Linked DNA regions of Mus musculus: regions 2, 3, 4, 5, 6 and 7 are each linked to region 1. Evidence: chromatin contacts called from public HiChIP or PLAC-seq and promoter capture Hi-C data. All regions are on one chromosome and are shown on one strand. Each heading gives the region's core, a stretch centred on a gene start, on an enhancer-like site or on the middle of the called end of the contact. The rest is flanking DNA. Distances are from core to core; before and after follow the strand shown.

What was found. Promoter capture Hi-C pulls out the DNA fragments that hold promoters and counts their contacts. HiChIP or PLAC-seq counts read pairs in DNA pulled down with a chosen protein or histone mark.
Region 2: a contact with region 1 is called in a promoter capture Hi-C map of erythroid cells, with 8 times the contacts expected there. The contact joins the promoter of Psmd5 here to the promoter of Mvb12b in region 1. A contact is called at or near these places in 1 of 39 promoter capture datasets (erythroid cells) and 2 of 115 datasets of contacts at active chromatin or transcription factors (astrocytes and embryonic stem cells).
Region 3: an H3K27ac HiChIP or PLAC-seq map of microglia shows a contact between it and region 1, with 5 times the contacts expected there. The contact joins the promoter of Fbxw2 here to the promoter of Mvb12b in region 1. A contact is called at or near these places in 2 of 39 promoter capture datasets (embryonic stem cells and stem cell-derived epiblast-like cells) and 2 of 115 datasets of contacts at active chromatin or transcription factors (astrocytes and microglia).
Region 4: a contact with region 1 is called in an HNF4G HiChIP or PLAC-seq map of pancreatic cancer cells. The contact joins the promoter of Rabepk here to the promoter of Mvb12b in region 1. A contact is called at or near these places in 3 of 115 datasets of contacts at active chromatin or transcription factors (astrocytes, microglia and pancreatic cancer cells).
Region 5: a contact with region 1 is called in an H3K4me3 HiChIP or PLAC-seq map of embryonic forebrain, with 2.9 times the contacts expected there. The contact joins the promoter of Hspa5 here to the promoter of Mvb12b in region 1. A contact is called at or near these places in 2 of 39 promoter capture datasets (cranial neural crest and second pharyngeal arch cranial neural crest) and 4 of 115 datasets of contacts at active chromatin or transcription factors (astrocytes, embryonic forebrain, microglia and 1 more).
Region 6: a contact with region 1 is called in an HNF4G HiChIP or PLAC-seq map of pancreatic cancer cells. The contact joins the promoter of Gapvd1 here to the promoter of Mvb12b in region 1. A contact is called at or near these places in 5 of 39 promoter capture datasets (the C10 cell line, cranial neural crest, hippocampal neurons and 2 more) and 7 of 115 datasets of contacts at active chromatin or transcription factors (astrocytes, bone marrow-derived macrophages, embryonic forebrain and 3 more).
Region 7: a contact with region 1 is called in a promoter capture Hi-C map of hippocampal neurons, with 5 times the contacts expected there. The contact joins the enhancer-like site here to the promoter of Mvb12b in region 1. A contact is called at or near these places in 12 of 39 promoter capture datasets (the 3T3-L1 cell line, 3T3-L1-derived adipocytes, cranial neural crest and 6 more), 9 of 115 datasets of contacts at active chromatin or transcription factors (SST interneurons, VIP interneurons, differentiating embryonic stem cells and 6 more) and 1 of 9 other capture datasets (embryonic trunk).

The regions. Positions count from the first base shown.
Region 1 is chr2:33,886,280-33,890,173 of GRCm38.p6, reverse strand. Mvb12b (multivesicular body subunit 12B) reads left to right here and starts at 2,228. Exons shown (of 10, transcript NM_175184.4): 1 at 2,228-2,854. The coding sequence starts at 2,780.
Region 2 is chr2:34,868,913-34,872,806 of GRCm38.p6, reverse strand. Psmd5 (proteasome (prosome, macropain) 26S subunit, non-ATPase, 5) reads left to right here and starts at 1,845. Exons shown (of 10, transcript NM_080554.2): 1 at 1,845-2,057. The coding sequence starts at 1,885.
Region 3 is chr2:34,824,357-34,828,250 of GRCm38.p6, reverse strand. Fbxw2 (F-box and WD-40 domain protein 2) reads left to right here and starts at 2,016. Exons shown (of 8, transcript NM_013890.4): 1 at 2,016-2,079; 2 at 2,181-2,289. It also overlaps a transcript of Gm34653 not described here.
Region 4 is chr2:34,797,861-34,801,754 of GRCm38.p6, reverse strand. Rabepk (Rab9 effector protein with kelch motifs) reads left to right here and starts at 1,843. Exons shown (of 8, transcript NM_145522.4): 1 at 1,843-2,004. The coding sequence starts at 1,987.
Region 5 is chr2:34,770,274-34,774,167 of GRCm38.p6, reverse strand. It overlaps Hspa5 (heat shock protein 5), which reads right to left and starts at 2,078. Exons shown (of 9, transcript NM_001163434.1): 1 at 2,022-2,078; 2 at 1,722-1,939; 3 at 1,378-1,609; 4 at 861-998; 5 at 235-347; 6 at 1-140. The coding sequence starts at 1,846.
Region 6 is chr2:34,753,351-34,757,244 of GRCm38.p6, reverse strand. Gapvd1 (GTPase activating protein and VPS9 domains 1) reads left to right here and starts at 2,013. Exons shown (of 27, transcript NM_001356441.1): 1 at 2,013-2,267; 2 at 2,686-2,979.
Region 7 is chr2:34,669,288-34,673,181 of GRCm38.p6, reverse strand. No RefSeq gene overlaps it. Among named protein-coding and RNA genes, the nearest start is that of Gm34372, 32 kb to the right of the region's middle. Within about 2 kb of position 1,696, at least 152 of the 459 cell types and tissues checked have an H3K27ac peak or open chromatin away from gene starts, as enhancers often do. A contact at or near this core is called in SST interneurons, VIP interneurons, differentiating embryonic stem cells and 2 more, where this site is marked.

The DNA of each region.
Region 1 (3,894 bases), core at 979-3,478:
AGTCCCCAGAATTCCAAATGTAAACTATCTGATTCAGCTGGTGCAATCACACCCCTGCCAGAGCATGAGACAAATCATAGTGAGTTGCTGTGGACAATCTGAAGCGGCCCCATATTCTAAACCTGGGACTAAAACAGAAACATATTCCCATAACATTTCTGTGATTTAAAGAAACTAAAATTCTCACTCACAGTGGCTCACAACCATCTGTAATGAGATCAGTAAACCCTCTCTAGCATGACAGAGCACTCATAAATCATTTTTTTAAAGGAAGGAAAAGGTGGATGCTACCACACCTGGTCTGAGTTTACAGATTCCTTTTTATTTTATTATTTCTTAAGATATGTTTATTTTTATCTATGTCTGTGTGCTACGTGTGTACCCTGGATAGTCTGGAGCTGCCATGCGGGTGCTGGGAGTTGAACCAAGTCATCCAGAAGAACTCCCGGTGCTCCTAACTTCTGAACCAACTCTCCAGACCCAGATTTACAGATTTCTTAACATTATATTTTCTCTTTGTAATTCTGGACTAAATGTTGCTTGATCATAGAGCAGTGGCTCTCAACCTTTAACCTACTAAAGCTGAGAACCTTTCATACAGCTATTCCTGTTGTGGGGACCCCCAACCATAAAATTATTTCACTGCTACTTTATAACTGCAATTTTGCTACTCTTATGAGTCATAATATAAATATCTAATATGTGAACCCCACCACCCCAGGTTGAGAACCACTGTAGAAGAGTTTGAGCTGGTTTTAACAGCCAAGTGGATCAGAAAATGCTACAATTTTATTTAATAGGCAACAGCTATGTATGTATGTATGTATGTATGTATGTATGTATGATGTATGTCAGTGTCTTAGTCAGGGTTTCTATTCCTGCACAAAACATCACGACCAAGAAGCAAATTGGGGAGGAAAGGGTTTATTTGGCTTACACTTCCGCATTGCTGTTCATCACCAAAGGAAGCCAGGACTGGAACTCAAACAGGTCAGGAAGCAGATGCAGAGGCCATGGAGGGATGTTCCTTGCTGGCTTGCTTCTCCTGGCTTGCTCAGCTTGCTTTCTTGTAGAACCCAGAACTACCAGCCCAGAGATGGCACCACCCACAATGGGCCCTTCCCCCTTAATCACTAATTGAGAAAATGCCCCACAGCTGGATCTCATGGAGGCATTTCCCCAACTGAAGCTCCTTTCTCTGTGATAACTCCAGCCGTGTCGAGTTGACACACAAACCAACCAGTACAGTCAGATATGGTGTTGATTCTCATCATGGGTAGTTAACGGGTAGGCTTTGGGGAGAGCGGTTTTCTTGGCCCAGATGATTCTGGGAAATGGCTGCCTAAACAAATGAACCAGGCTTTTGTTTGTCTTGTCTTACTATGGGACTTCCCAGAAGTGTCCATAGAGTCTCCCAAAGGTGGACAGATGGGTGTCACACAACACTTACTTTGTTAGACAGCAAGCATTCTTCATAAAATCACATATATTCAGGTCTCTAGGGATTGGAACTCTGCACTTGAGTTCTTGGTGGTGTTATCTCTGTTAGATCTTGATATCAGGGTTATGATAAACCTGGAAATATGTTTTTTTTTTCTTTTGCCTGTAGCAAGTTTTTGTTGGAGACAAGGTCTCTTTTCAAATCCTCTGTGGCTTTCGGGCAACTCACTATGTAGACCAGGTTGGTGTTGAACTCACAGAGATCTGCCTGCCTCTGCATCCCAAGGGCTGGAATTAAATGGAGCACCACTGTGCTGGGCTCTGTACCAGTTAAGAACACAGATTGTCTGTTTCCTTATGGTGCGTTTGGACTTGTTATAAACCCATTTGGATCAGTGGTGTTTCTGAGTGACACAAGTACCTGGATTGTATGCACACATTTGAGAATTGTCCCCACGGGATCTTTTCCTTGACAGCCTGCTTGGCACCATTTGCTTCAGGAGCTGACTATTTTGGAAAAGCACAGGATGTGTGACTATGAGTCCCGATGCCTGAGCAAATCCAAGCCGGCTACCGTGTGATCCTCTGTTTTAAATATCCCGTTTAGCACATGTCCCCTCCAGGGCCTGCAGGCCTGGCTGTGTAGGGGCAGGTGGTTCAGGGATCAAAGGCTGCTGATGCCTCCTTTTCTTACAGCCTGAGGGTCCTGCTCCATTTCTTCCTGACTTCTGTACCTTTCCCCAGGCACTGCAAGGGCAGGCATGCTACACTAGATCCCTCCTCAAGGCTTGCCCCCAGGCCTCTGTGGGTAAATCATTTGCCCAGCAAGAGGGGCAAGCTGAGACCTGCTCTGAGAGTGGGGTCAGTCTGAGGCCCGGCTGCACCGCATTAGGTTAGCCGGATTGTGGGCAGAGCAGAGGGGATCGCCCCGGGGTGCAGTCAAGCCTACAAGGGACAGGTGGGAAGGCGTCTCTGCAAAGGGCCACTCCGGGCCTGCAGGCCTGGGTGTCAGAGCGTCTTGCAGGGACCTACAGCTGGGCTGAGCGGTGGACGAGGGGGACGGCGAGGCCTAGCAGAGCCGAGCGGAGGCCGACTGGGGGCGGGGACCGAGGGCACCGGGGGCCACAGGGCGGTGCGCTCCCGGGCTCCGCCGCAGGCTGCACGCCCCTCCCGCCCCGGCCCCGGCCCGAGCCGCTGCTGCCGCCGCCGCCGTCGCTGCCGCCGCCAGGCCGCGCCCCGCCCCTCGCCGCCGCCGCTCCCGGGGAGGCTGCGCTCGAGCTGCGGCGCCGGCTGCAGCCGCCTGGGCCCCGGGCCCGGCTCCTCCCGCGCCGCCCGGGCGATGAGAAGCTGCTTCTGCGTCAGACGGAGCCGGGACCCGCCGCCGCCGCAGCCGCCGCCGCCCCAGCGGGGAACAGTTAAGTGAGGCCCGCGCGGGAAGACGGGCGGGGACGGGCGGGCACGGGAGGAGCCGGCCGGGCCCAGGCCTGCGGGCGGCTCGCCCAGCCCCGCGTGGGGACAGGCCCCGTGAGGGCGGCCTCCGCCCGGCGCGGTGCCGCAGGCTCTCGGGGGGCTCCGGCTCGGCCTTGCGGCGGGAGCGAGCTGGGGACTCGAGTCGCAGCAGCGCTCCGAGGGTGGAGCCAGGTGAGGGGCGACGATCTCCACCGGGGCACACGCTGGGGACAGTTCCCTTGACTCGCCTGGCCTGGGGTCCGGCTCTCAGCTGTCACGTGGGTGCGGATGAGCGCGCACCTGACCCTCAGACATCATTACCTGGGGGCACCCGAACTGTAGGGCACCTGTCTGCAAGGTGACCAGCCATCCAGGAAGCGTGGTGGGCATGTTGATTAGCCTCCCCTTGCAATGACTCCAGCCAGGGCAAGTGAAGCCCAAGGGACTGATTAGCACCGCACCAGGGACCACATCCTCAGAGACAGACACAGTGAATAAGGTAGAGCCAGGAGCATCTTTGTTTTCTTTGTCTTTAGCACACAGCTGTCCCTAAATTATCAGCCTGTTTCTTCTGTCCCCTGACCCCAACGACCTGTTCAGCAAGACAAGGCAGGCCCAAGGCAAATGGCCATAGCCCCTACTCCCTGCCCCCACGGGAGACCCAGAGCGCCTGGATTTCAGCCACATTGGCAGACAGCAGGCAAGGCTCCTCTTTCAGGGCCTTTGTCTCTGGTGATGCCTTGTTGGGGTAATCGCCTATGTTTCCCGACAGCTGGTTGGATCCTATCTCCCTTTAACAGGGCTGGCGAATCTTATCAGCTGCCTTGGGAAAGTTAGAAGATAAGCCCTATAGAAACCTATACTAACTGAAAAACTCCAAGCAGACAAGAGGTTAGTTACCGGGGATGGTGTCATCTTTCTTGCCAGCTGGGAAATCGTTTGGGGGTGCTTTGAGAACTTGTACCACACTCATATTTAACGGGGTCTCTCTGAGAATTACGGCTA
Region 2 (3,894 bases), core at 596-3,095, 980 kb before region 1:
TTGAGCCAATAGAGATGAGTTTGAGCCAGAGAGATGGCTCATTAGGTAAAAGTGCTTGCCACCACACCTGAAGAATTAAGTTCAATCCCAGAACCCAAATGATGGAAAGAGAGCAAGTTGCCCTCTGACCTCCACACATATTGTGGCATGTGTATGTCTCTATGTGCCAGCACTTAAGACTATGTGCCACGGTGTGGCATTCAGAAGACAACGTGTACGAGTCAGCTCTCTCCTTATACCATAAAGAATGGAACTCAGGTCTTCAGCTTGCCAGCAAGTGCCTTTATCTGCTGAGCCATCTCAAGCCAGGATCCAGGGCAATTGCAACCAGTGAGGGCTGAGGCCTAGCATAGGCAACATTCGCTTTGCTTAGAGTCATCTTCAGTCTGTGGTTGCAGGGATTGGTCTTCTTGTCTATGGATATAGACTCTTGGCTCACTTTTCCCAATATTATTTTTAACCAAATCAATTCTCCATTCTTTTTAAATCTCATCAGCTCTAGGGAAACGTGTGTGGCCACTCACAACATACTCCTAAGTTTCTCGCAAGCTTTAAGAATGACTGGCTATGTGTCATCTTTTTTTTTTTTTAAACTTCTTTTACAACTACTAAAAGTAGTATAAGGCTGCTGTGTTACTTAAGTGAGTTTTCTTTTTCAACGCAGGGAGCAAAGTGGTCAAATGTCTTCTTGATATAATTCCTGAATGTCTGGAAAATATTATGATCCAAGGGCTACAGAAAACAAGCCCCTGGGAGTTTGGAGGGCTGGGGAGGAGTCTGAATGCCTGGGACTTCTGTTCATAATCACCCACACCTTTAATTCAAGAGTTTTCTCTGCCAATTAGCTTCTAGGCTTCAAGGGTACGATAATCGTGAAGTAACGAAAAGAGAAGACAACGGTTAGTGACAGTTCTCCGTGTGTATGACATAAAATGGGGAAACGGGTAGTTTAACCTTTTCCAAAAGAGTGGGATTAGGGTCTTTGTAAAGTCGCAGAGTTTTATTGTTGTCACCTGAGTCCCTGACATGCACGCGCGAACACACATACAGATGGGCATCCCATCCTTAGTCTCCTCTAAGCTTCCTGGATTTTTGTCTCTTTCCGTAAAAGAACAGGAAGCCATGCGTTCCAAAACAGACTCATCTCCTTGGCACAGGGGACCAAATGAGGTCTACAACTCTGACCAGACATTCCAACGGCTTGAAATAGTTGGTTGTCAACTAGCTTTTAATGGTTCTTCTCCAACAACCCCGTGTTTCGCAGATGGCAGCGATTTTTAAGCTTCTCTCCCTCTCTCTCTCCTCTCTCTCTTTCACGAAATATATATAGCTTGTCCTTGACCACTGATTTCCATCAGACACTTCTGTGTGCATTTGGTCTCGGAGTCTGAGGCCAGCCCCTCCATGGCCTGCTCCTTCTCTCCGCACTAAATGCTATGTCTGTCCTTCGGTGATTACGTCACGCGCAGACTCTGGAAGATGCCGAAAACTTCCTGCACATCGGCCCCAAACTTCTCTTAATCAGGCCTTCCATTGGCTGACAGACGTCAAACCGGCGCCCCACGTCCAAGTTTTCGGGGACCATGTGCCTCATCTTGATGGCCACCTGGCCTCGGACTCGGGTTCAGTCATCCCGGTTCCGTCACGGAGGCCTCTGCGGAGAGCGTGCACAAAGCCTCTTGATCCCCTGGGCGGTCTCAGTCTCTTAGTCTCCCGGCACGCGCAAGACTCCGGGCCCCAAAGAAAGGGGCGGGGACCGCGTTGAGAAAGGATCTCGCGAGACTTGACAGATCTGCTGGGAGGCTTCGCTCCGTAAGATCTCGCGAGATTCAGAGAGGCGCTCTGGGAACCTAGTAGGTGGGCGGGCAGACGGGAGCCAGGGAGATGGCGGCGCAGGCTGTGTCGCTCCTGCGGGAGGTGGCGCGGCTGGAGGCGCCGCTGGAGGAGCTTCGTGCGCTGCAGTCAGTGGTGCAGGCTGTGCCGCTGCACGAGCTTCGCGAGCAGGCGGCGGAGCTACGCCTCCGCCCGCTGTTCTCCTTGCTTAACCAGAACAATCGGTGAGAGAAGCACCGGGCTTGGGCGGGTAGGGATGGCTGCAGGGGTCTTTCGGAGAAAAGTCCAGGTTGTCCAATTGCAAGATGTCCACAACTGTGTGTTGCCCGGGTCTTGACGGTTCTCCTCTCCGGAAGGAATCTTCTGCTGATATTGTGGCGGGGTCCACGGCACGCCTTTTAATTTCAGTATCCAGTGAATGCTTGTCCAGTGGAATTAAAATGTACGGAATAACAGATTTGTGAGACAGCAAAACTTTAAACTAGAAACAACCATATTAATAAATCATTAAGGACATAAATTATTGCTGCGTAACGTTGCGCGGCCGATCTGTGTATGTATGAAAGTGTTGAATGTAAAAAAAAAAAAAAAGGAAAATTGTAAAGCTTATGTGTAAATTAATCCACTATATACCCCTTACAAGCGAGAGTAAACTGCATAACCCAGGATTATATGTAGAAGTTATTAATGTGCAACTGGAATTAAAATGTTAGGATAGCAACTTTTGATGAATATGCATCTATAGCATTAAATTAGAAATGTCTTGTATTTGTTAACTTGATCATTTAATGTGCTTTTTGTATTTGAATTTTAATTTGAAAAGATAGTGAGCTCCAGTCAGTCAGCACTGAATGCTTTCAGTGCGCTTTCTTACCTCCCTTCTGCTACATCTCTTACTCCTGCTACGTCTGCTAAGTTGGTTTTAACAGTCAGTATTTTAGTGGTTATTTTCCTTTTCTGACTAGCCCTCACCCTGCAACCAGAACTAATGTCTCAGGTCAGTTGGCTTAGCTTGTCTGTGGAAATCATGATTGTATAGTTTGGTATTTGGGCCCTTCCTGGTAGCTTTCCAGTCTGCTTTTCCAGGCTACTCTCCTTCATTTACTCCACTGAGCGCATCTGTTCCACTACCGTGTTACCATCACTAACGTTCCTAGAGCATGACTTGGCACTTTCTGAACTCCTCTCACACCAGTTCTACTGACTGTGGACCCAGCCCATGTGCCACCTCCCCAAAAAAGTCTTTCTCCAGCTGCAAGTGGCTCTTCGTCAGACACCATAATGACATTATCATTTTTCTGTTTATAATTCTGGATACCTTTCCCTTGTTATAATTCTGTGTGTGTCTTTGTGGTTAGGAAACACATTTGTTCCTCTCTGCATCTGCCCTGAAGTACAGTTCAGGAAATACATGGTAAATACAAGATGAGGCCTACAGCCTTTAAAGAAGGTACTGGGTCCAGTTTTGTTAGTTTGTTTTGAAATAGGATCTTGCTGTATAGAGCTTGTCTTAAACTCAGTATGTAGCTCAGGCTCTCTCCCAGGGCTTCTCCCTAGCCGGCTTTTCATATTGAAAATGAAAAGACTCTGAAAAATCATAGTGCAGGTTGGCAACAGGAACCAAAGTTGGGAAGTTTGGGAATATAGTAAATGGAGAAGACAGTTTGCTGCGTGCTGGGGTGGTATTCTAGGAAGCTTTTTGGTTGTTTTTTGTTTTTTTTGAGACAGGGTTTCTCTGTATAGCCCTGGCTGTCCTGGAACTCACTTTGTAGACCAGGCTGGCCTCAAACTCAGAAATCCGCCTGCCTCTGCCTCCCAAGTGCTGGGATTAAAGGCATGTGCCACCACGCCCGGCTTCTAGGAGGCAGTTTGAATGGGCACTTAGAGCTGGATATGTACTATATATGGCAGTTGCAATATGTTGGAGTGATTCTCCTCTGATAGTATTGCAGTCTCCACACTACACTACTGTTACTAATTTGTTGTCTAGACCACATAAGAAATTCTGCTGATTCAGGTTCTGGGTTTGTTGCTGTAAATCTGTAATCTTGACACCTTGCG
Region 3 (3,894 bases), core at 767-3,266, 940 kb before region 1:
TGTTGCAATCAAGTCACTCAGATGACTGGGATTGGCTGGGAGACAGTGTCCTACACCTCTCCCCCTCCTGTTGCAACATTAAGCCTAGTAAAAAGCCTGTCTCACCAGTGATCCCACCAACTCTCAGTACCGTGAACTGGTTACACAGACAGCAGAGAAAGGCTTACTGATGGCAGATGGGAAACTCATGGTGGCAGCAAGAGAATCAGTCAGCATGGAAAACTTAGAAAGTGACAGCTGGAGCAGCAGCAGAGAGGCTTCAGAGTGGTCAGGAATGGAGGAAGGACAGAAGAAATAGAAAGCAAGAGAGGGCTGAAGAAGAAAAGTTTGTAACAACTGAGAAGGGAGACTGTGGGTCCTGCTCACCTCCCCAACCCGGAAAGGAGACCTTGAGCTCTTGATTATGCTACCTCTGCCTCTAAAGTGCTGGGAGTATGCACCCGGGCCACTATCTCTAGCTTGGTTGTCAAGTCTTTAAAGCCAAGATTCTCAGGGATTGTGGGCCAAGAGTTGCAACACTAGCAGGCGTTAAGGGCTAAGGAATTAGATCTACAGATCTAAGAGATCTAATTAGATCTAAGAGACCAGACACCCAAGGCTTGTATAAGAACTGTTAACTCCTTCTCCCTTTCCTCCTAGCATTTGCCCTTCTCGCCTTGTTGCTCTGGCGGCTGCTGTAAAACAAGGGAAAACAGGGCAGGTGAGATGGCTCAGTGGGTGAGAGCACTGACTGCTCTTCTGAAGGTCTTGAGTTCAAATCCCAGCAACCACACGGTAGCTCACAACCGCCTGTAATGAGACCTGACGCCCTCTTCTGGTGCGTCTGAAGACAGCTACAGTGTACTTATTTATAATAACAAATCTTTGGGACTGAGCGAGCGCCGGTCTCACATAGGGAGCGGGGTTGACCGGAGTGAGCAGAGGTCCTAAATTCAATTCCCATCATCCACATGAAGGCTCACAACTACAGCGTACTCATACGCATAAAATAAATAACTCTTAAAAAAAACCCTAGCCGGGCGTGGTGGCGCACGCCTTTAATCCCAGCACTCGGGAGGCAGAGGCAGGGGGATTTCTGAGTTCGAGGCCAACCTGGTCTACAAAGTGAGCTCCAGGACAGCCAGGGCTACACAGAGAAACCCTGTCTCGAAAACCCAAAAAAAAAAAAAAAAAAAAAAAAAAAACCCAAGGGAAACAAAAGCTTTAAATAGGAAAAACAAAAACAAACAAACCAAAAACTGGGCAATGATGGCGCACACCATTCATTAGTCCCAAGCTATTGGGAGAGGCAGGCAGATCTTTGAGTTCAAGACCAGCTTGGTCTACAGAGCGAGGTCCCGGTCAGCCAGAGTTACAGAAAAACCTTGTCCCATCAAACAGACAGGCAAAGCTTTCACACAGCAGCATTTATAGAGCTTCTTGCTTACCACTTCTATCTGGGGGGACTAAAGGCTTCACGCTAGTTAGCTGATATGTAACAAGCGCTTCGGAGAACAGCTGTCTCCGTGGCTAAGTGGCCACGTTTGGACAGCGTGCATGTATGTCCTGGGATTCGAGCTTAACCCAGCCCCTACCCAACTCCCTTACCATGTTTTGTCCTTGCTTCCTGCAGTATACTTTGTTATTTGTCCTGTCTTCCTCCTACGACTAGACATAGACCTCGCGCAGTTAGGGATTTGTTCAGCTGTGTCAGAATCGTGTTTGGGAGGTGCCAGGTGTCAATGGGCTGTTTGAATATCGTCACATGTGGATTTGGAGCCTTAGCCCTTTCTCTCCTGTGAAATATTACCCTAACTTGGTTAAAAAAAAAAAGTAGATGAGGAAAATAAACATTGTGCAAATCTAGAGGTCCACCTTGCTCAGGATCATAAGGTGTAAGCGCAGACGGTGGTACAGCACATGTTCGGCCCTTTTCCACAGTCGGGGCCATTCTTTCCCAGGTACTTGGAGGGCAGAGACGGAAGTAGAGCCGCTTCCGCCCGACGCTGGGCGCCGGAATGGCGCGCGGAGATGACGCAGCAGCACCGGAAGCCGCTCCCCTGTGAGGCTGCGGACCCAGAGCAGCGGCCGTAGGTCCAGGTCTGTATTTGCGATTGGCCGGGCCGGGCTGGACAGGAATCCCCAGCGCCCGCGGCGTTACTGACCCGCCGCCCCGGCCTGTTTTCTCCCTTTCCCCGCAGGCGCCATGGCTGTGGAGCGGACCCGGCCGCTGCGACGCTCTGGCGGCCCGAGCGCGCCTAGTCGGTGTGAGCCCGGCGCGAGGTCCCGGGCCCCGGGGCGCTCGCTCAGGTCAGTGCCGCGCGGAACACGGCTCCAGGAGCAGGGGACCAAGGGAGTCACGAACGGGCTGAGAGACTCGGAGTTAATTTTAGACAGGAAAATTAGAGCTAAGAGTTCCTGCCTTCTGGTGCTTCGGTTTTTCCTAGCCGCGAAACGAGTTAACATTGATGCCCCAAGGCTAGCACTTTAATTAATTAAAGATGATGAAATGTGGACAGGTGGTTTATAAAATGCAGAACGTAGTAGTATGTGTAGGAAGGCACCATGCTTGTGTGTATGCCTTGAAAACAGGTGTGTATTTGAGATGATGCTTCTTTTTAAAAGGGGAGAAATGACAGTATTAGTACTACATTATAACAGTAACTGGCATTTATTGTAGGCTTATAGTGTGCCAGATACTGTACAGAACGCTGTTTAACCCTAACAATCTTGTAGGTAAAACAGTACCAGGCGACAGTTTACAAGTGAGGAAATTTGGCTTGAAACACAAGAAATGATTTGCCCATGGTTACCCAACAAGTGAAATTTCAGAGCCCGTGTTTTATAAACATTATTTGTATTCTTTCAAAGGTTTAAAAGATTAGTCTCTAAATTAATGGCTTTTAGGCCAAGGGTGGTTGTGGACTCCAGCAGTCCCAGCACTCCAGTCTTGTGAATTGTGAGACCAGTCTGGGCTTCACTGCAAAAGCCTGTCTCAAAAAACAAAATAAAACAAAAAGCAAAACAAAAAGGAACAGTAAAAACAATTTTCTAAATATCACAAGCAAAAGGAGGAAAAGATCTTTACAATAGTGTAGTCACATGGTTTTAAATACAAAAAGATGTTTTGTTAAAAGGGACTTCATCCCTTTTCTTTCCAGTTCTCTCTTGAAGCAATATTTAATCAGCTTCCTCAATATTCACAGAATACTTTTCTGTACACATAATCCTCTGTGTAGACCAGACTGGCCTCAAACTCACAGAGCCTGCTTCTGCCTCCGAGGGCTGGGATTAAAGGCATGTATCACCACGCCTGGCCTACCTTTTAACTGGTTGTGAAAGGGGAGGCAAGGAGACAACCTTCCCAACAACAATGAGTATTTATTTTTTGTTCTTTAAAAAAATGATTTTTAGTGTGTCTATATGTCTGTGTCTATGTAGGATGTTGGAGGGAGCATGTATATGCCAGTGTGTGCGTGCGTGGTTTTGCATACAGCTTTATGGAGTCAGTTTTCTCCCCCCAAATTTACGTGGGTTTTGGGTATCCAACCCAGGTCATCAGGCTTTTCAGTAAGCACTTCATCTCACAGGCCTGAAGCCTTGATTCCTTACCTGCATAGGTTATGCAGACTAGAAGGAGGGAAAACATTGAGTTTACACCCATAATGCCTTGCCTGTAGAAGATGCAGGTGGAGATTGGGTACTACTGAGCTGCTGCTCCTGTGTAACTCTGGTTGAGCCACCCTGCCTCTTGGGCCCTAGCCTCTTTGTTGGTAAGGGCAGTAGTATTGACTTCTTCTATGAACCATGTTAGAATCAAGCGTGATATTTTTAGGCGCTGCTTCAGTTATTAGGACCAACATAAATATAATTGCTTAGAAGCAGAAACCAAATTCATGCTCTCATCTCCCAATT
Region 4 (3,894 bases), core at 594-3,093, 910 kb before region 1:
ATGGGGTCTGATGCCCTCTTCTGGTGTGTCCGAGTATAGCAACAGTGTATTCATATACGTAAAATAAATAAATCTTAAAGAAAAAAAAAAGAAGAACAAAACAAAAGAATTTGTCTTGGTTGGTTTGTTTGAGTCATCTTTTTAGCCCCTTGACTCTCATTTTTAAAAACAGAATTCAAACATCCCTCCAAGAACTTAGAATGTGATTTCTAGTCTAAATGAATTGGTTTCTACAATGTAAACCATCTGATAGTCCATTTTTTCTTGATAATATACCCTTCCAGCATGGCTTCTTGGTGTAATCCAAACCAAAAGGCCCAAGGCACATTCTGGAGCTCTGAGAAGGACTCGCTGTCTAAATATATGTTGGGCACATGGCAGAGCCAACCTAGCCCTGATTCTCTCCAGAAGGAAAGCAGAGTGAGGGGCTGGCGAGACGGCTCAGCGGGTAAGAGCACTGACTGCTCTTCCGAAGGTCCCAAGTTCAAATCCCAGCAACCATATGGTGGCTCACAACCACCCGTAATGAGATCTGACACCCTCTTCTGGTGTGCCTGAAGACAGCTACAGTGTACTTACATATAATAAATAAATCTTAAAAAAAAAAAAAAAAGAAAGCAGAGTGAGTGCATACCTCTAAATTCTTTGGCAGTCTATGGGAGCTTTCTGATAATTACAGGCAATCACAAAGACTCAGGTATTGGAAATATAATGGCAAAGTTGTGAAGAGAGCTGTAGCCCAATTTTACTTTGTCCATGAATTTTGGTTATATTTTCAAGTAACTAAATAAATAAATTGGAGTGGGAGCATTGTAAATCTTTTCTGTAAATCACAGCATTTGTATGGTGGAGGCAGCAGAATCAGGAGTTCAAGACCATCCTCAGGTATACAGTGAGATGGGAGGCAAGCCTGGACTGCATGAGACCCTGTCTCAAAATTAAAACCCAAGTTTTTCTTTTACTTGCACTAGTAAATTCTCTAGACAGCTGTGTTCCGATATTGCTATTCCCATTCTATCTATGAGTAAACTAGGGTTCAGAGAGGAGCAGACTCGTCAGACATTTCCCATTTAGTGCGGGAGCTTGTTTGAAGCCAGTCTGTCTTCCCTCTCCCACTAAAGACACACTACTTCTGTTTCTAGGCTGTCTTGAGTTCTGAGGGAAGTTAGTGAGCTCAGAGTATGGTACTCTGTTCACACATAGGCACATAGGCGAGCTATCTTTGTTTTAGGAAAGTCACGGGGCACCTATAGCTAGGACATAGATCAGAGAGGATGCAGATGAAGCTGTCAACAGAGGTAGTTTGTGTCTAGATAAAAATAATCACGGCTTTTACAAAGGACCAGCTCTGGGCCTCCATAAAAATTCCCGACTACAACCTCTATGGAAATCTTAAAATTTGTGTGTCGCTGAGAGAAGACACCAAAAGTATTAATAACTTTCCCCAAGAACATACAGTGTCAATGAACTTTTTATTCTTCAGCGTTTACAATAGGACCTCCTAGTTGTCCTTCGTGTTTAATCTCTCTGCTCAGCCTGTGAGCTCCCGGAAAGCCCAGGGCCTGTGGTCTGGAACGTGCTGTAACCACAAACAGCGATTATGGAAATAACCCGCTTTAGGATCCACAGTTTGAACCAACCTCAAACCTGCACAGGCAAAACCTAGCATCCTATGGCATGCAGGAAATCTCACTCGGGAGCCTGAAGCAGAATTCAAGGTCAGCCTGGCTTACGTGAGTTCCAACCCATCCTTCCCCTTCAGAAGTCACTACTAAGGACTGCTGTAACAAACTCCGTCGGGACCCGAAATTGGAGTTATGGACCGGATGCCAACCAGTACGCAGAGTTCCGGGAGGCCCTGACTAAGTTTGGCGCGTAGTCCCGGAGACCCGGAGGCGTAGAGCGGTTGGCCTGGACGCGCTTCCGGGACTGGGGAAGAGGACGGGCTCCTAAGCTCCGCCCCATGGGTGGAGCCACGTCCAGGACATGCGGGGGCTGCGGCAGGTAATAGGTGCTGGGCTGGAGGTCTCTTAAGGCAGTAGGCTTGAACTGGGTGGGAGGGGTAGTACCCATGGTCTCCGGCCGGTCAGTTTTGGGGAAAGCTGGCAGCCATTTCTCCCTGACCCCGACTTCTTTCGCGCGGAGATGTGGCCGGCAGAGGGGACGCAAAGGAGGTGGCTAGGAGAGTCCCCGCCACGCCGGCCCCTCTAAGCTCTGGGCTGACCCTGTGGTCATTAGCCTAGCCCGCTTGTGGGCCTCATCGGCCCAACTCTCCTTTAATTCCCTTTCTTCATTCGTTTGTCCTTCACTTCTACACTCTGCAGGTCCATTGGTAAGTTATCGGAATGAATCAGAAGGCCGGACATGCTAACATTTTGGAATCTAGTTTCGATACTTTTCTGTTACTTTTATTTTGAGACAAGTCTCACTGTGTAGCTCAAGCTGGCCTCTGCTGCCTCAAGCCTCTCTAGTGCCATGTAGTGCACCACCATGCCTGGCCGATTACAGACTTTTAAATAGATAGTTACATTCAGGGATGTAAGGGTGTAGTTCAATTGGTAGACTGCCTGCCTATCGAGAACTTAGCCCTGGGTTTGATCTCCAGAAGGCATAAAAAGGTATGGTGGTGTTTGCCTGTAATTCCAGCTTTTGGGAGGTGGCAGCAAGAGAAGCAGAAGTTCAGGGTCATCCTTGGCTACATAATGAGTGGGGGCTAGCCTAAGGTACATAAGACCGTGTCTCTAAATGAGTAATGAGTTTAAAAGAAAAGATAATTACGTTCAGAATGACTCCTGTAATATGGTGGTTAAATGGATACAGTCATATATATTGTGGTCTAAACCCAAGTCCTGATTAAGCCTTCCTGCCGAGGGTGTATGTGATGTATATTGCTAATCCCTGAGGCAGGAGCAGTAACTTGAGAGACTGGAAAGGGGTAATCTCTTTAAATAACCTTTGAAATTTTCTGGGACTTGAACCCAGAGCTTTGCCCATGCTAAACAGACACTCTACCACAGAGCCATGCCAACTCCTTGAAACTGGCTTTAAATATCCACTAGCAGTGTGAAAATTTACAGGAAGGAAAGATAGGGGCGGCAGTAATTACCACAGAATGCTTGTTAATTTTATTAAATTCCCACTGGGTGAGGCAGTGCAAGTTATGAAAGTCAGAGGAGCAACAGAAAGCCCAGTATTGCAGGCAAGGCCCCAAAAAGCCACAGAGTGAGATCCTGTCCGAAAATAACAGCAAAAAGATAGAGACCAGAAAACTTGGTTTCTATGGCATGCTAGGGCCAAGGTGAGGCAGGGTTAGCCCTAGATGTCCTAGAACTCACTATGTAGACTAGGCAGGCATAGAAATCACAGAGACCACATGCCCCCACCTCTGCCTCACCGGTGCTGGGATTAAAGGTGTGCACCACTATGCCTGGCTCTCAAAAAAAAAAAGTTTAAATCCAATTTTTAAGTTAGCCTATAAAACAACATGTCTCATTATGCCGTTTTCATATGTTCTGATTTGCACCCGCTGCATGGCTGCCTTCCTTGACACCCTGTGAGTTCTTTATTTTGGAGGTGGTTCTTTCGGGTTTTGTTTGTTGTTTTTGTTTTTGCTTTTCAAGACACGGTTTTCCTGGATAGTCCTGGCTGTCCTGGAACTCACTCTGTAGACCAGGCTGGCCTCAAACTTCAGAGATCCTCCTGCCTCTGCCTCCTGGGTGCTGGTACTAAAAGTGTGTGCCACTACCACCTGGCTAACCTGTTTTATCTTAATAAAGATCTTAAGGCCTCTGACAGTTTGATGTATGTTCATCCCTTATGAGCCTTACAGACAGAAGGAAAACATTAGCTGAGAAACTTCAAAAGCTATGTTGTGTCAACAGCTGGAATGTAACT
Region 5 (3,894 bases), core at 829-3,328, 880 kb before region 1:
CATTAGTGGCCACCACTTCAAAGACACCATTGTCAATGGTGAGAAGAGACACATCGAAGGTGCCGCCACCCAGGTCAAACACAAGGATGTTCTTCTCTCCCTCTCTCTTATCCAGGCCATATGCAATAGCAGCTGCTGTACTGTGAGGATGAAGAGGAGGGAAGAAAGCTTGGTCAGGGGTTCATATTTCCCCCCCACTTGGGAATATGGTAGAGCTCTGAGTCCCATACTTACGGCTCATTGATGATCCTCATGACATTCAGTCCAGCAATAGTGCCAGCATCTTTGGTTGCTTGTCGCTGGGCATCATTGAAGTAAGCTGGTACAGTAACAACTGCATGGGTAACCTAGAAGGACAACCGTGCAATCATACTTAAAGATGATTGAAGTACATGGTGTTCTCACTTCTGTCACTCTTATCAACTAGTCAAGCCACAACAGTTTCTAAGTCAGTTTACTGCTATATCATACGCTTTTGTCATTAGAATTAAGCAGTGGTAACTCATAAAGGCTGACTAGCATATACCTTGACCTCCCACAAAACACTAAATCACTAAAAGTTAAGATTGAAAGGTTTCTGGGGCTGGTGAGATGGCTCGGCAGGTAAGGGCACTGACTGCTCTTCCGAAGGTCCTGAGTTCAAATCCCAGCAACCACATGGTGGCTCACAACCACCCATAATGAGATCTGACACTCTCTTCTGGTGTGTCTGAAGTCAGCTACAGTGAAATTATGTATAATAATAAATAAATCTTTAAAAAAAAATTGAAAGGTTTCAAACCATGAAGGCTTCCCTACACAAGTCATCGAGGGGGAGCAACAGCAATCAAACACTCAACACTGTTTCACACGTTATTCACCTTCTTTCCCAAATACGCCTCAGCAGTCTCCTTCATTTTAGTGAGAACCATGGCAGAAATTTCTTCTGGGGCAAATGTCTTGGTTTGCCCACCTCCAATATCAACTTGAATGTACGGTTTAGTTTTCTTTTCAACCACCTATGGCATAAAGTAATTTAAAGGTAATTTTTCCGAAGAGGAAACAATGACACCACAAACGATTTAAAAAAAAAAATCCATTTCCTCCCTCCCATAGCTTGATTCATCTCTGTCCCTTAGGGGGAAATCACAACTAAAACTGAGCACAGCTGTATTGTAGATAGATCGACAGTTTTAGTCTGTTTCAACTTCTAGACATTGTTAACAGTGTGTCATGTTTTATAACACACTAAAAACGACTAGATGTAAAACCGTTACATAAATTCCGAACACATTCTTTTAAGTCCTTTGAACAGTGTTTTTGGCCAAGTGGCAACCCCTAAATACTCCTATCACCCCAGCCGCCCCATTAGCATGAGAAAAAAAAAACGGGTCCGACCTTGAATGGCAAGAACTTGATGTCCTGCTGCACCGAAGGGTCATTCCAAGTGCGTCCGATGAGGCGCTTGGCATCGAAGACCGTGTTCTCGGGGTTGGACGTGAGTTGGTTCTTGGCCGCATCGCCAATCAGACGCTCCCCTTCAGGAGTGAAGGCCACATACGACGGCGTGATGCGGTTGCCCTGATCGTTGGCTATGATCTCCACGCGGCCGTTCTTGAACACACCGACGCTGACGGGGAAACCCCACAGAAAAGGAATCAGCACCTCACTTTCTCACGCTGGCCCCGGAGGCCACGCCCCACTCCTCCCCACCCCCTCCTCCTTCGACGGATACCACTTACCAGGAATAGGTGGTCCCCAAGTCGATGCCGACCACCGTGCCCACATCCTCCTTCTTGTCCTCCTCCTCGGCCCGCACCGCGCCCAGCAGCAGCAACGCCGCCGCCACCACAGTGAACTTCATCATGCCGGCGCTGAGGACCAGTCGCTCAGCAGTCAGGCAGGAGTCTTAGGAGTCCAGCAACAGGCTGTGGCCCCGAAACGCGACGACGGTTCTGGTCTGAGGGCGACAGGGGCCTCGGGGTCAGGAGGAGACACGAAGCAGACTCGGAGCAGGCCTAGCAGCAGGCCGCGGCGCTTACCTCACACACACGCAGAAGCCCAAGTGTCCAGGTCAGTGTTGTCTCGGCCAGTATCGAGCGCGCCGTCGCCGACTCGCCTTATATACCCTCCCCACAGCCCCGTCGTGGAGGCCTCCGATTGGTGAAGTCGCTACTCGTTGGAGGCCGCTGATTGGTCCATGCCACCAAGCTGGCTGCTGCCGATTCGAAGCGGCCTCCTCCGCAACTCACGTCATTGCTACGCCCCCCGGGCTGACTCATTGGCTACTGGTCATTCTTAACGGCCACCAATGAGAGGCAGCATCCGCCCTGAGCGCTGGTCCTATTGGTTCAGCAGCTGCCTGTCCTTCGGGTGACCTCTCACCCCGAGACCGTTTCCGCCGGTAACCGTTCAGGTCCTCCCCTCACGCCAGGCCCCCGGGGACTGGAGTGGGGTCTGCGTGTCAGTTCCCTCGGGGTCTCCTTTTCTGTCTCTCACTCTGAAGAAGTACGCGGCCTTTCTCCTCCTCGATTCCCCGCGTCCTGAGCTGCCCGGCCTCAGCTGTGATCGCCCTCCCCAGCCTCCACACGTTCTCGGATGTCCCAGAGTCCAGGCCCTGTTACTCGCCCGGCCTGCACGTCTCGAGCTGGGGCCTGATCTGGATTCTGCCTCGCTGAGAATCCTGGTGCTTCTCAGCTAACCGTGTTTCTCCTTCACCCCAAGGCTAGCCGTATGTGTCTTTCCAGGCCTTTCGAATCTTCCCTTTGCCGGGGTTAAGTCCCAGGATTGGCCTGGCCAATTGTAACCTATTCCCTTTCTCCGCCGCGGAGATTCAGTACTATGGTCAAACGAGCACTTTCCACCATGAGATGTATCTTTTCTTCTCTCTCTCTCTCTCTCTCTCTCTCTCTCTCTCTCTCGTAGCGCCTTATTGTTCGCTAACCTGTTCTAGCATAGCATTTCCATTTATGACACTGGTTATTATTTATAAGTCCTTCCTCTTTCCCTCTTCCTTCTTGACACCACCCTATTCGACTCTTGGAATAGGGCTGATAATGCTAAAGACGTTTAGCAGACAAAAAAGTCTTGCTGATGCTTTACTCTTTTATAATAGTATGTTGGGGGACAAACAAAACAAGTTACTACTTGAGCTTATTATGTACTTCATTGTTTTGTTTTATGTATTTTGAGAGGCATTGTACACAGGCCCAAGCTGGTCTATAACTACTGATCCTCCTATGTGTTTTCCATGTGTCATTTATTCATATTCAAGTCTTGGTACATTTTTCCCATTTTCCAGAAGAGACCATTGAGACCAAGAGCGATTAAATAGCTAGAATGGTCGATTGATAAGTGCTGAGAATATAGTTAATAACCCGGTTGATTTTACTCCATAATTTATACTATTGATTCCCACCACCACCACCCTTTTTTGTTGTTTAAAGACAAATTTCATGCACCCCCAGTCTTCAAACTGTGTAGCAAATGACTTTGAACTTCTGTTTCTTCTATCTATACCTCCCAAGTGCTGAGAACTTCAGGCATAGGCATGTACTACCATGGGACTTGCATCTATGCATGCTACACAACTGACATCTGTCTCCAGGCCTGGAGCTCAACATGTCCACCAGGCTGGCCTTGAACTCTCAGGTCCACCATCTCTGCACCCCAAGTCCTTATAGACATGCTTATGAAGGCTACTTGGGCCATTTATTACAGGCAGGAAATGACTCCAGTATTCCTATTAAATGTATTCTGAGCTTCATAAGTACACTGTGCAAATACTACTAAAACATCACACGCACAGTCACTAAAATGTTGAGCCTATGAATCAGTGTTCAGGAATTTTTTTCCTTTCTCATTCCTCAAAGATTAGTGACTCAGTCAACTCCATCCTTGCTATAGAAGTTGCAT
Region 6 (3,894 bases), core at 764-3,263, 870 kb before region 1:
ATAATTGATATGCCTGTATAGTGTGGTTGGTGGAGTTGTGTATCAGAAAAAAAAATGCCTTTGGATAGAATTCATTGTTTTTATTTATTCATTCTTGAAACAGAGTCTCAGATACCCTATGCTTGCTTCAAACTCTCCATTTTCCTCTTTCCATGTTCCAAATGCTGCCATTACAGGTGTAAACCACCACACCCAAACAATAGTAAGGAAAAAATTATCACCATGACAAATTCTAGAAAGAGCATAGTTGCTCTCCCTACAGAGCAGCACTATTTGCTAAATTCTGATAATTTTTTTTCCCAAATTTATTTATTTTGACCATATATTTTGCTTTCCCACATGTAAAGTGTGTTGAGTGTAATAGCTACTTCACAGCCTACTATAACAAGAGTCATTGTGGTAGTGATTTGGGTTTCTGGTAAGAATGTTACATTCTTTGGGAATGCTGAATGGGAAGATTAAAAGCTGTCTGTCTAGGTCAGGCACTCCATCTGTAGGTGACAGACAGAACAGGGCTCAGGCCAGTGAACCGAACATTCCTGTTCTCGTTGTACTTACAATGCACAATCTACTTACTTCATAACTCTTAGCTTCTTTAGAACCCTTCCCTTTCTTTTTATTTATGTATATTCATTTATGTATTTACACATTTATACATTCACACAATTTATTTGTGTGTTTGTTTGTTTGTTTATGGGGGGCAAGTTTTTGCCACAGTGGTGGTCAGAAAATATTGCAGGAGTCATTTATCCTTCCTCCCCTATGTGGGGTGTTTGGTGTCAAACTCTGGTGGTTCGGTTTGGTGGCAAATGCCTTTACTTGAAGGTTTCCTTTTGTGTCTTTGAAAGCCTTTCTTCAAGCTGGGCAGTGGTGGCACAAGCCTTTAATCCCAGCACTTGGGAGGCAGAGGCAGGTGGATTTTGTGCTCTGGAGCTCTGGAGCCTTTGAACACAATCTTCTGTTCAAGGGGGTTTTCCCTTATGCAGTCTACAAATTTTATATCCTCCCCCTCTCTTTTTCTGGATTTTTTTTCTTTTTCTTTTTCTTTTTCTTTTCCTTTTTTTTTTTTTTTTTTTTTTTAAACAAGATTTCTCTGTGTAGCACTGTCCTGGAACTTGCTCTGTAGACTAGGCTAGCCTTGAGATCTGCCTGCCTGTTTTTGCCTCCGCCTGCCTGTTTTTGCCTCTTGAGTGCTGGGATCCTGACTCATCTACCTTGGAATCTAGTCACAGCCAAATCTCTTTTCCTTTCTTTCTTTTCTTCTTTGGCCTTTTGAGACAGGGGCTCTGTATAATCCTGGTTATCCTGGAACTCTGAGATTGGTCTGATTTTGCCTTCCAACTGCTGGGATTAAAGTCATGGGCCACAAAACTCAGCCTAGGTCTTGATTTCTTAATTCAATATGGTCTCTTTCTCTGGAATCTCATAACACTTTGTAATTCTTCATAGCACTTTGTAATTTAGTTTATTGTTACAAAACTCAATCTATGGGAGATACTCTCCACTTTATATTGTAAATTGTATCCACTTGCTTTTTCATCTGGTTGGTGCTTTGTACAATGTAACAGACCCGACTGATAATCTTTAATTGAACTCTGTTGAATGGCAACATGGTACCAAAGACATTTTACTTGATACCCACAATGCTATTGTAACAAAGTAGCAAATAGGAAGCAAATTGTGACAAAAGAATTTCCTTTTGAGGCAGGGTCTCAAAGGATAGCTCCCGCTGGTCTAGACATCCTGTGTAGCTCAGGCTGGTTTAAACTTTTGTCTAATTCTGAGACATTTGCTTCAGCCTCCCAAAGGTTTTAGATTACAGGTGAGAGCTACCATGCTAGTTCAATTCTGATGATTTTTAAAGGAGGTGTATGGAAGACGGGTGGAAAGCTGTCTGGGATCTGATTTATGTTTGAATAGTTGGGAAGATGAGTTTTCACTTCCCCCTCCCCCCACCTTGGGGGCGGAGCATGAGACTCGTGGTGTTGCAGGATATATTCATTGTCTTCAATATTTTAAAGGGCTGTCAAGTGGGAACCAATTCTCCTTGCTTCCAGGCAGAATAACTACCTGCAAAGGGAGGAAAGACAAGGGAAGCAGATTTCAGCTCAGCAGAAGGCAGAACTTTCTAACATTTAGAGCTGTGCAACAGAGAGGAGCAGGCTGTACTCCTGAGAGGTAGTGAGCTGATACTGGAACATCCGAAACAGAAGTGAGACGTGGAGGCCATTCCTGCTTGGGTGGGAGCTGCACCGATGACCTTTAAGGTATGTTCTAGCTCTAAGGTTTCTGGGACTGTTCACTTCTGCTAACTTGACGCGTCCTTTCATTTTTTTTTTTTTTTTGAAAAAACAAAACCGACCTAAGCCTATTTAATGTAACACAGTTTACAGTTTATTTAATGTAATGTTATTTTTAAATAACACAGTTACAATAAAAATCGACAAAACGAGAAGTGGGAAATTATATTTATAAGTTAAAAATGAAGATACCGTCCAATTGGCATAGCTTTTAAGTGAAAGGGGAAGAGCGAGAGAGAGAGAGAGAGAGAGAGAGAGAGAGAGAGAGAGAGAGAGAGGAGAGAGAGAGAGAGAGAGAGAGAGAGAGAGAGAGAGAGAGGCTGGCTATTGGATGATGTTCCGAGCAAGAGAGGAGTGTCATTTTTCTTCCACCCGTCTTCTCTAGCACCAGGTACACGGAGACGTGAGGGCGGAGGATCGGCGTACAGGTCCTGGCAAGGCGGTTCGCGACCGGGAGCGGAAGGGCGGCCGTGGTCCGGACCACCGATCCCAGGGGCCCCCGCGGCGCCGCGCACGCGCACTGCTGAGGGGGCAGCGCCGCCGCAGGAGGCAGGGAAACCGACTGGCGATCTGTGGCGGCGGCTGGGCGGCGGTGGCAGTTCGCAGCGAGGGCGACGGCTCCGAGGCCGAGAGGCAGTCCAGCGAGGACCTGGGCGCCGTCCTCCGCATGACCTCACCGGTGAGTGCGCGTCCCCGGCCGGTCCGCACCGCGTGCCCCGCCGTCTGGCCTAGCACCGCAGCCCGCGCCTGACGGCCGCCCCGCCCCGGGCCCCGGGCCTGCCCCGTGCCCGGCGTCGCTCGGGTGGGAAGCCGCGCGGCCGGGCCCCGCGAGAGGGGTGGCGGCGTGCGGGTTCCGGCAGCCTGCCTGAGGCGGCGGGGACACAGGGCGCATGGGGGGGATGGGGTGGGAGCGCGACGGGGCGGGAAGGGGCGCAGTAGCGCGGGTCGCCTCTGTGGGCGTCCGGGGCAGGTGGGCAGCCGAGCCCGGGAGGCCAGGAGCGGACCGAATGGCTTGGGAGCGCCGCCAGGGACGCGCCGGACGCTCCGGGCTGGGGACGCCGTGCACCCGCAAACGCGCGCCGGGCTTGGCGTCTGTGCACTTGCTGCTGGTGGTCTTGAAGTGTCCGTTCTGTCCATCTCTCTTCTTTCAATTGTCGACTTTTATTGACGGACAGAATTGTCACGGGTGCTGCCTGGATAGACCTCAGAAACGAGCGGGATCCAAGGCATAATTCTAAATAAAGTGAAATAAGGTGAGGAGTCAGATAAGCGGTAGGAACGACGAGGACTCTGGTTTTTTTAACGTTAAGACTCAATTAAATTAAACTTAATAAAATGAAAATTTTGAGTTTGAGCAAAAAGGATGAGGTCTGGGAACTAGAGCTTCCAACTCGTGGTTCCTCGGTGCATTGAATGTAGATAGAATGTCTTTAGTGAGAATGAAGGTAAAATTACACCTTTATTTACAAACCAGTAATTGAAACTGTTGCCTTTAGTTATAAAAACAAGTACCAAACCACAGTAGTATTAGCAATCCCTGTGAGTTTGTCACCAATAGAATTTACAGATATTTTTGTGTTATGTTTACAGTTGG
Region 7 (3,894 bases), core at 447-2,946, 780 kb before region 1:
ATAAAAATTTAAAATTTGGGTGTAAGTTTTTTGGCCTATAGACATCAAACTTGAAACACAGAGATCTTATTTCTGTCATCTGGGAACTCCACATGCTGCTAACACATGGAATTTTACGACACTCTCAAGAATGTCCAAAGTGAGTTTTCACTTTATCCTCCTTAGGTCTCCTGTAATTCATAGTTGTGAGAAGATTTCTGTAACTTAGGTCTGTGGACAGATGGTGTCTCTTCACCTGGTTCCTGGCTAACCCATTCAAGGGATCTGATGATGTAACCACAATCAAATTAATGGTCATTTTCTGGGGTGTGCTCCAGACATTGGGTCTTTAAGACAGGGTTTCTCTATGTATCCCTGACTGTCCTGGAACTTTCTACGTAGACCAGGCTGGCCTCCAATCACAAAGATACTCACTCCTGCCTCTCTCCAGAGTGCTGGGATTCAAGGCCTAGATTGGAATGTGCTCTATTGGGAAAGCTATGAGTGGTATCCATCAGTTTGGGTCCCAGGACCTAACAATTCTAGTGTCCTCACACCTCTGTGGTCCCAGCTCAGAGGCTTAGATGAAGGACAGAGGAATCCAAGTCTGAGGGAGGATCCTGGGGCCTGCTGGCTTCCAGACTAGTGAGAAAACAGGGACCCTGATAGAGGACACCTGATGCCCAAGCATCCGCCTAAAAGCCACAAAGACACACAAGGCAGTCTTAACAAAAGTAAAGCAGCCAAGCCTGCAGCTGCCGGGAAACATACTCTGTCTGCCTTTGCGAGTGAGCCTATCTTCCCGATAGCTCCTCCAGCCTCTCACTTGTGTTACCTTTGTCTCCTGTAAATATCCTTGGAGGACCAGTGACACCTTCATTCCCTCTCCAGTAAGGTCTGGCCCCCTAGTGCTCCTGCTTGCCTGCACAGTCACAAGCAATGGTCCCCAGATGTTTGCTGCTGGGAGTGGATAGTATAAACTATCTTTTCTTTCCAAATTCAGGCAAGACCTGTCACTCAGTGGGATCCCACCTTTTGGAAAGATTATGCCCATAGCCTCTCCTGGCTCTGGTGGGCTGTGGGTGGGCTGTAGCTGGCTGCAGATCGGTGCATGTGTGTGCAAATGGGCTGTAGTCAGTCTGCAGGTGAGCTGTGGGTACATTTGCATCTCGGCACTTTATACGTGCGCAGTGAAACCCAGAGGGCCTGCACCGACAAGCCACATCCCTTACCCAGGAGGCAGGACTGGGACAACCGCGACTGGATATAAACTCTCCAGGGTGGGGTTGCAGGCTGCGCATGCGCTGGTCGTCCCTTCCTCTGCTTCCGTGCTGGGTCTCGAAGCCACTGACTGCCACATAAAGTGGGCCTGCTGGAAATGACCAAATGAGGAGCCGTAGAACCCAGACCGTCCGTGCCCGGCTCCCTCTGTATCATGTGTAGTCCACGCGAGACCCCAGCGCCCGTGGGGCCCCCGTGTCATCCGAGCGCCTGTTTGTAGCGGTGTCCAGCACATCGACGCATCTGCCCATGAAGAACGCAGTTGTAGCCCTACTTGGTCAGGTTAGGTGGCATCTGCTGATGGCTCTGTCGAGATCTTGCCCTTGTCCCCTGCTTGATTCCTGTCTGGCAGCTTTCCTCCCAGCCCACGACCCCCACTCCACCCCCGCTTTGCCGCTCCTTGGGTGACATCTTGTGGCCAAGGACAGGTACAAAGCAATAGCTGTGAGGCGGCCTTGTGAGTCTGAGCTTAGCAGTCGCTCCCAGCTTCCAGAGCATTGAAGGAACCCTGTACCAGGACAGCACTAGACAGACACCCCCCCCCCAAATGTGCAGCTCCCACGGTACACAAGCGAATACAGCCGGCGCCTCCTTGTCCACCGCGTCGTGTGAGATGGTCATTACCAGCTATGAGGCTTCTCTACGACAACTCCGTATCAAAGTTACTGTCCGGCCATCGACATCGATGTCCATCGCTCAAGGGCTCCGATCATCATGAAAGACCTAGCAGTACAGTCCCGACACCGGGGAGCCTTCACACCCCGTTCTGCAGGGGCTGCTGCTGGGGAGTGCTGCGTCTTCAGTCACAGTGGCACCGCGCACTCTGAGACCATTTCATCTGTCAAGAGTGGTGACCACGGGCTGCTGGTGAGATGGCTCAGTGGGTAAGAGCACCCGACTGCTCTTCCGAAGGTCAGGAGTTCAAATCCCAGCAACCACATGGTGGCTCACAACCATCCGTAACGAGATCTGACTCCCTCTTCTGGAGTGTCTGAAGACAACTACAGTGTACTTACATATAATAAATAAATAAATCTTTAAAAAAAAAAAAGAGTGGTGACCACATGTCCCTCCCACAGTGTGGGCATCGCCATGAGCCCCACGGTCCTGGTTTCCCTGTTGTTGCTGTGAGAAAATACCCCGACCAAAGCAAGTTTAAAAGAGAAGGACTTTATGTGGCTTACAGCTCCAGGTTACAGTCTGTCGTAGTGGGGCACTCAAGGCAGGAATGCCTCTTATGCTCCTTTTCCCGCTCCTGTATAGGGCCCAGCCCTTGAAATAATGCCACGCACATTCCACCAAATGGGTGTTTCCACCAAAGTTTCCAAACAATTGGATTATTTCCAACAAATAACCCAGCCACACATACACAGGCAAGTGCACTGGCCAACCTGATTGATTTAGACAACCCTTCACCTTGATCTTCCCAGGTTGACTGTACATTGTGTCAAGTTGACAATTAAAACCATCACACCTGCGGAGGCTAGAAATGATGTGGGGGGGGGGGAGGGGGAAGCTTATCAAAGCTGTACAGAAAATGGAGGTCATACTCTCTAGCTCACCAGAACTGCTTGAGAGGCGTCCTCCAGTGAATACTTCATGAAATAATTTGACTATAGCTCTACCTTCAGTTTTAAATGGTTGTATATGACCTAATATTATGAATAAAATTTATTCCTTACTCATGACTATTTGAAAACACTCGTTTTTTAAAATTTACATGTATATGTGTACCTGTGTACCTGAGCGCATGTCTGTGCATCATGTGTGTGCAGTGCTCATGGAGGCAAGGAGAGGGGGTTGGATCTCCTGGAACTGAAGTTACTGATGGTTGTGAGCGGCCATGTGGATGCTGGAAATCGAACCCAGGTCCTCTGGAAGAGCAGCCCGTGCTCTGCTGATGACTTTGTTGTTGGTTTTTGAGACAGGGTTTCTCTGTGTAGCCCTGGCTGTCCTGGAGCTCAGTATATAGACCAGGCTAGCCTCCTGCTTACTAGAGATCCATCTTCCTCTGCAGTCCTCAGTGCTGGGGTTAAAGACTTAACACCACCATTCCCTGCTGTGATGGCTATTTTTAGGAGAGGGAAGGGAGGGAGGGAGGGAGGGAGGGAGGGAGAGGGAGAGAGAGAGTCTAAGTGTGGTCCCCGCATGTTTATAATCTCAGCACTTGGGAATTTGGGAAGTGGAAGAAGGATGTTCAAGGTCACTCTCAACTACCCAGGGAGTTCTTGGCTAGCCTGCGCTACCCAAGATCCTGAGCACAGTGACAGATGACTTTCAGTCCTCTGGCGGAAGAGGCAGGTGGATCTGTGAGTTTGAGGCCTGCTTGGTCTCCATAGCAAGTTCTAGGCCAGGGCCACATAGTAAGACCCTGTCTCAACAAAACAACAGCTGGTCAGCTGTGGCCCACGCTTTTGATCCTAGGCAGAGGGAGACAGGATATTTTTAGCTTCCTAGAGATCTGACCCTGTCTGCCTTCTACAAAGCCAGCCTCACAGGACTGTGGAGGATTATGGGAGCCAGGGTGCAGAGGGAGCAATGCAAGCTGTAGAGGGGTGTGTTCCAATGGCAGTGCCTTATGATCTTCGTCGATGTCATCTCCTTCTGTATGAGATAACACGGTTTGGCTTCCAG